2 separate regions of the Gossypium raimondii genome follow, and region 2 is linked to region 1. The links are chromatin contacts, called in public Hi-C maps. All regions are on one chromosome and are shown on one strand. The core of a region is the stretch at or near the end of the contact, and the rest is flanking DNA. Distances in the headings are between cores, read along the strand shown.

What was found. Hi-C and Micro-C count contacts between places; a contact is called where the count stands out from the background.
Region 2: a contact with region 1 is called in a Hi-C map of leaf, with 1.8 times the contacts expected there. The contact joins the promoter of LOC105772915 here to the promoter of LOC105773815 in region 1. A contact is called at or near these places in 2 of 2 Hi-C or Micro-C datasets (both in leaf).

Annotation. Positions count from the first base shown.
Region 1 is chr6:12,219,895-12,223,709 of ASM2569854v1, forward strand. It overlaps LOC105773815 (zinc finger CCCH domain-containing protein 64), which reads right to left and starts at 1,794. Exons shown (of 11, transcript XR_001127171.2): 1 at 1,643-1,794; 2 at 1,258-1,531; 3 at 1,002-1,131; 4 at 791-910.
Region 2 is chr6:12,381,827-12,385,833 of ASM2569854v1, forward strand. LOC105772915 (DNA repair protein recA homolog 3, mitochondrial) reads right to left here and starts at 1,411. Exons shown (of 8, transcript XM_052632400.1): 1 at 1,296-1,411; 2 at 379-436. The coding sequence starts at 1,298. It overlaps LOC105772916 (nucleosome assembly protein 1;2), which reads right to left. Exons shown (of 12, transcript XM_012594414.2): 2 at 3,926-3,969; 3 at 3,715-3,810; 4 at 3,280-3,372; 5 at 3,110-3,197; 6 at 2,966-3,027; 7 at 2,686-2,870; 8 at 2,394-2,571; 9 at 2,262-2,305; 10 at 1,949-2,153; 11 at 1,821-1,832; 12 at 1,365-1,735. The coding sequence ends at 1,670.

The DNA.
Region 1 (3,815 bases), core at 544-3,043:
AGTCTTTCACGAGAAAAACTGCTCTGAAAATGGCCACATTGAGATGTCTAAGCGGATTGGCACATCACTCTCGATTTTTCCAGCCAATAGAAAATGCTAGTGACTATCAAATTCGCCCTAAAATCTTTCCTTCCAGTGAACATTTCTTTGCACTTCAGACTGAACCATTATTGCATATTCTATAGTTTCAGATATTTCATGAAAATGAAATTCAACTCCTAACATTACAAGGCAGTACTTGAGGTGGTTAAATACATACAACAAACAGCATCTGACCATTAAATTGTTGTTCTGAAAGGGGATGGTAAGATTGGACTAGAGATATTTCAAATGAGAGGAGATATGGATCTCACTAAAAGCTTGAGCCTTTTACAATATCAAGATGTCTAAAAGTCTAAGATAAGCTTTCATTTGATAGTAGAACACTGAGTCTTGGACACACAACAAGCCAGAGATGTCAAAAAAGCAGAATATAGTTCAAAGTATCAAATGTATCTTTCATTTCTAACATATCACTAAGTGTATGGCCTTAGAACATGAACAATATAAGGATTAATGTACCTGACTCGATAATTTTTCTATTAACATCGAGTTGGGTTCTGTCATTAGTCATTTCAACTTGAAGTCGTTGTGAGATAAGAGTCATCATTAAATACTAATTTGAACAAGAACCATAAAATAAACATTCATGGTCATGGAAACAGCATCATATATCTGACAAGAAGCATAAAAACTGTATATTTGAGAATTGGATGCACCAAGTAATGCAAAACCTTCAAACATCACGTACCGTGGTTTGATCTCTGCAACTAGTTGGGAGACAGTGGAATCACCGCCAGAAGAATCTGAGATTCCTGCAGGGATATCTGATGCAGTGGCTCTATTTGTGATACCACTTGGCCATTCATTAGTAAAAACTAATTAAGGAATTCAAAATAAACAACCTAAAAGCGAATCAAATTTAAAATTAAAGTCTCGATGCCTATCAAAGCAAAGGATATCTTAAAAAGAAATCAACTATTCCAGGTTCCTCAGCGAATGCTCGTAGCGTGTCAATGTCAATTTGACTATATGTTCCAAACTGTTGACCATTAGACAACTGCCTACCGGATAAGTAAGCCACAGACAAACCTAAATATAAGCACAAAAAATCAGATATGATAGAAAATTTTCACATGCACTTTCTAGCCTAATTACGTATACTTTCTCAGTAACCAAACAAAGACTACTTAAAAGAAGTTTAAAAAAAAAAATTACCATGGAAAGTGAACATCCCGCTGCCTTTTAACCAAAACAAATTGTCGCAAACCTTGAAACCGTCCATTTTGAAACCTTGGTTAGCGGAATTCCTCGAAACAGCCGACAAAACCTTGGGTGCACCAACTCCGTAATCGCCAATGAAGTAAGTCGGGAGAGGAACTTGGGCCCTGCCTTCAACGTAGTCCATTAATTCATCAAGCCGATCTGGTTCATCGGGGAAGAACTGACCCACGCAAAAAAGAGCATCGAAAGGACCCGCTGATTTGTTTACCTGAAAAAATATAATCGTTTTTTAGCTCCCCGAAGTTCAAAAAAAAAAAAAAGCAAACCCTAACAGAAACATGGAGAAATCTAAAAAATAAATGAAATGAAAGAAACTTACAGAGTTGACTCGCTTGAAGAGCTGGTTGAGACGGCCTAAAACGTCCCCGCATAGTAGAATTCTGGGCGAAGCCATGAGAGAGGAAGAGAGAGACCGTTGTGGGGTGAACGCCGGAAGCCGCGTTCTCTGAAATGAAAGATTGAAGCCCGGGAACTTGGGCTTATGCGGAAAGTCTCAAATGGTCCCAGCCGTGCGGCCCATATTTTCTGGGCTCAAATATACTCGAGAGTTAATAGTGTTGTTATAATTAAACTAAAATTGATGGTCTGAGAGGACTGCACCCTCACTTTAATCTTACATTTTTCTCTCTTTCTCCATTTTACTTTCTGCTTCAATAACTTCGTATTTTCGAATGCAAAATACTTTATATAAATTTTAAAATAATAATTTTATAATAAGCTAATTACGTTATTATCAACACAATTTTAGTCTTGATTTAAAAATGTTTTAATCAATTTTCATTTACATGTGCTAATTAAGTAAACCCGTTTAATAAATATATTATTTATAATTTATTAAAATTTAAAATAAGTTATAAGTACAATTATATTAAAAATTAATATATATTTTATAATTTTACAATATTTCGTTGTATTTAAATCCAAATATATAATTTTAATGTCGTTGCTGCCCATCTCACTAAAACTAACGATTAATTTTAACAGAAAGATGAAAAGTTACACTAGTAGCCCTTGATTTGTTTTTGGTTCAATTTTGTTTTTATTCATCCTAATTTATACAATTTTTGTTTTGAAAGTTGGCTTTGTCAAATTTAAATATATTATATGTAATATAAATATAAATTTAATAATTATAGAAAGTAAAGATAGATATTATTATATAAGATTTATTTTTATAAAAAGATTATGTATATTTTATTAGTTAATATGAATATATATTTTAAAGTAATGTTTCTATTATTTAAACACTTAATATTATTTAACTATGATTTAACATTAATTTAAATTTATTATTTAATATAAATATGAGTTTAATCTTTTGTTTTTATTATATATACAATTATTTAATCCAGTTCAATTTGATGGTGATTTTCTACTTCCATCTCACCGGATGTAATCCAAAGTTCAAAACAAATATATCCTAATGCTTCACGAATTAAAACAATCTTTCAGAGCAGTATTCACATTCAGATTGCGAGGCTGCAGTATTTCATTCTAGATGTTGACGTGGAAGGCTATCATATGTAGAGGGTTTTCTTCATTATACAGTGTCTGATGTATTGTTCACTTTCATGGTATCAACTGTAATTGTTGTATGGCAAGGGTTAGGACTGTGTAATTTGGCGTAATTGTAGGGTTAACAATAATTAATCATGTGATCATTATGACTATATATTTTCTCATCTGATTCTCCCGCACTGCACTGTGAATGCAGACACAGTTGAAGGAAAGCAGGTGTTTTGGAGAATTTTCAATTCAAAAGATCAAATCAGGGAGCTAACTAATTTCACCATTTGGCCAGCTCTTTGCAAGCTTTGGCATTACTGTCTTCCACCTTTTTTGCATCATATGCTTCACATCATCATCATCAGACATGCCTAACCTTTTGTTTCACTTGTTACCATATCGAAACAGCTCAAAGCATGTTTGTGACAGCTCTCCCTTGAATGAGCTAGCTGCTCATGTTCAAATATCTCAAACTACTTCCCAATAAGTTCAACATTGTCAACACCCAAGTCTTCTTCCAGTTGTTTTATGACATTTCATTTTATTTCCTTTTGTCCCATCCCATCTGTTGCGAATCACATTATAAACTCTTTTGAAATGATGTTATTTTAATATCTCAAAAGCACCCATTTTTTTCTGCTATATGTGAAGATCTTAAGGGTTCAACTTCATCCATCATTATTCCCAACAGGGAAAATGACACTTATTCTGCAATTATGCATATAATACTAAAAAGTTATGCATTTTGAGTTATGGAACAATCTTGTTAGAAAACTAGCATTATAGTAAGCACCATATTAATTTTATTCTCCAGACCGTCTTTTTTGGCAAGTACCAGTCTTTTTTTTTTTGGGGGGGGGGGGGGATTTATATTTATTTGTTGGAAAATGGAGAGGATGGGGTTGTCAATCAAGTTTAGGACAAATCCTTTGCGTGAGCTATGATTTGCCGGGTCAGATCCTAACATTGTTCCTACGAACCTGACT
Region 2 (4,007 bases), core at 161-2,660, 160 kb after region 1:
CAGAGTATTAGATTTCACTTTTTAACTCCAATGAATCCAGTTCAAGAAAAATAGCCAAAGAACTCCATCTTTTAAATGGCATGAATTTATAATTTTTATTGTTGGATAAAAGATGACACTACATTAAGCACTGCGCTTTACAGTACAGCTGACTTGTTTCAATTAAAAATCATTATAGAATTCAAACATTTATTAATCTAATAAAAATCCCATGACAAAGCACTCTTCTACAATCACATTCAGATGATTACCTGAATTAAAATTCTACTCAAAAACCAAAACGTGATTTAAAACATAGAAATAGAATACCAGATACCCAAATAACAATATTTGAGTACCGACATTCAAATTGAAGCTTTTCAATGGAATTTCAGTTACCTTTAGAAGAAAAGTTACACAGCTGAGAAGATGACCTTAACACCCCTCCCCTACAAACCTGCAAAAAGGAAAAAAGAGAACAGTTGATTCACGGCTTCATATATTTTTTTTTTTCTACTGTTCCTAAACTACCATTTTTTTATATAAAAAAATGAACATAGTGCAAGACAATCAGATTAAACATGAGAAAAACAAAGGATATGAAGTTATGGAAGAAAATAAAGAAAAGGGTAAGGTTTTTAAAACCTGTGGAGCGAAGAGAGAACGTTTAAGAGATGAAACATTTCGAAGAAAGGTGGCCATAGCATGCAAGGGAAAGGAGCTTGGTTTAGAAGTATAAGATGTGGGAAAAGAAGAACAAACTAGTTGTGATTAGATGTTACTTAATACCATGGATTAAAAAGGGAGGAAAGAAATGGAAAGACAAACAGACAGACACTGAGCTCTGCTGCTGTGGATCTGAGATGTTAGGGTTTGAGTTTCCCTCCTTTTTGAGATTTGCACTACAGTGGTTAGGTACCCACCACGGGCGGGGGGGTGGGAGCCTGCTGGGCCTCCAGGGAATTTTAATCAAATTTGGTGTTCCTATTATATTATATTATATTTTGTTGTATTATATTCCGTTTGATATATTTTAATCATTTTATCATTAATATCGTTAAAAAACGGTTAATTAATGAGATTTTTTTCTATGAAGTTGAGCTGGATTTTTTTAAAAATAACAAAAATAATGACATATAAATATGAACAAAGGCATAATACTTAAAACAGTGAAATAAATCTAATTTTTTCAAACAAAATCTACAGTAATCGTAGAAAGGGCTGCGACAGATGTTTTATTTTGTATTATTTTTGCAGCCATAATTTTTTGAAGTTGCAAGAACATTAGAAATAAAATTGAAGATCCATGGAAATACCATGCGACCATAATTGCTGCCGTCCAACCACAAGCCATGCGCAACAGAACTTGGTATATAAAAGGTATATAAAAAATAACTTTAATCAGACTGGCCATTAAATAATTGATAACAAGCTATCACAAGAACTTAAAGAGTTTCTGGAAACATTAAACATTAAAACAAAATCCCAAAACATCTTAGAGTACCATTACCAGACCATCCTACCAAACCAACAGACCAAAAAGGATAAAACGACTGTAGAAACCAATCATACTCATAGCAATAACATAAAACTGTAGAAATAAATAACCACCAAAACTGCAAACCCTCCCTTTCTCCCGCTTCTTCCAATCAAAATCTTATAAACCACACTCAACGGCAGCAATTAATTTCTACTGCTGCTTGCATTCCGGAGGCCTCTCACCTTGCTGCCCATCCCCTACTGCTTTACCACTCTTCTGCGATACACAACGAACATAATTAAGAATAAATTTTCAATAGAAGGGCCAAAAGAGAGACCTAAATGATATGGAATTGGTGTACCTTATGAGCAGACTGCAGCACATTTTCAAGCAATATGCAAGAAACAAAAGAAATATTAGCATCACTTCAGATTTTGAACAAACAATTGAGCACACATTATAACACACCCTAAAATTAGCATCTCATACCTTCTTTTTGGTCTTACTTCCTTCGTCAGCATCCTCATCGTCAGCATCCTCATCCTCATCCTCTTCCTCATCATCCTCTTCCTCCTCCTCATCATCATCATCGTCATCTTCTTCATCGTCATCTATATCAAGCTCATCTCCCTGGATAGCTTCTCCTGTAAACCATGACACAGCATGTGGAATAATCTTGTCTCGAATTGTTGATCTGCAAAAAGAAACAGATAGCATAAAATAAGTAGGTATTTCAAATACATGTAACAATGATTAATGACGTCTCACTCAATGACTAGAGTAAGAAGAAAAGAGAACACACCCGATGTCATAATCTTGTTCCATTTGATTTTGTAGCTCCTCAGCCTGTGCAAGAAAGTAAAAACAATTGGAATAGCAGAAGAAATGTAATCAATCATCCATGTTTATATAGATCTGGTGAGGTTGGGCTTACAGTATCTTCATCAATGTCTTCATCATCCTCAGGAACTTGAGGAGGATTGAAGAAGTTGAAGAAACTTTCACACTCCTCTGTTTTAGTGATTGGCTTGGCATTCTTTGAACCCTTCTTAGGCTTCTTTTTAAGAAGCTTTTGCGTTAAGCATTTTCCAGGATACCATTCAATTTCAGTCCTACAAATTAGGTGCAAAGAAGTTTTAGTTAAAAGAAGTAAGAACCTCCAGTAATCTGGACATATTTAACAATCCAATAGGGAATTCTCTAAAAGGATAGGTAATAGTATTTACCCAATTGCTTTCTCAAGAATAGGTTCATCTTCATCAATCATGAGATATGTCTTTGTCAGCACAGTATTCTTGAAATAAGGATTGGTGTCAAAGTAAAACTCAAGCTTGAATCCTTTGGGTTCCTCTACCCTGTACCACTTAATATCCTTGAGATACTTGAGAGCTCCTTCATCACGCTCAGTGATCTGGTTCCAAACACAAAGGATGTAGAGATAAGCTTAACCATTTCCAACCAAAAAAACAAAAAGAGTTATAAAAATAATAGTAATTGGATACTCACCTCATCAGAGAGCACTTCATTATTTTTCATTGCAGTAAGCCAAAAATCAGGCACCCCTTTCTCTGCATAAAGCATAATTTTATAAACATCGTCCACAGAAAGAAAGGTGCATATGGGAAAAGAAATGACTCAATAAGATCATACCTTCAGCATCCTTTTCCTCTCCTTGGTCCTTGGCAGCTTCATTTGCTGTTCCTTCAGCATCAGCAAGGCCATTCACAATATCATATCGCTACAAAAATAAGGTAATAAGTCAGCTGAATGGCGACAGTAACTGATTAGCCAATAACTAAAGCAAAATTGAAAATGCAAACCTTAGCATACAAGGGTTGATATAGTTTTTGATATTTAGCTTCAAGTGCTGCCCTCTCCTCAAAAAACTTAGCCTCCAATTCATCATGTTGGCTCTGTTAAAAAAAATAGGGATCAAAAATGGCATTCCCCTTCCAACCACTTTGCAGCTAAAATAAATAAAAGTTAGATTACAACAATCTAAATCAATCTAGATGGGAACGGAAAGTAGCTGCATAGCAAGAACAATGAACTTTCTACCCTACCAAAAGTAAATCCAATAAAAATGTGCATAGATGATCTTAGAAATTCAACACATTAACAACCCCATACATCCAATATACTCCAGTTTCTTAACCATAATAGAGTAGACCCCGCTACAAAAACAACTAAACCATCAGTGATATCAGAATAAAACTTAACAGAGTATCGAAAAAGCTTAGGGAGAAAGAGCATGCCTGGATCTCCCTAAGAACCTCGACACGCTTCCTGACAATCGGTGATAGACTCTCCAGCACATCGGAGTGATCCCCAGCAAGACTTTGAAGTTTATTCTGCAAACCAAAATATCAAAAAACAAAAAAAAAATAATGAAAAAAATAACAAAAAGAAAACCAAAAACAATTATGGGTGTCACCAAAACCAAAAACAATTATGGGTGTCACCCACCTTGAGAGCGTTAACGAGACCAGCTCGTGCTTCGGCGTTAAGAGCTGCAACCAAAAATAGAAACTGAGAGAAGCGATAAGAG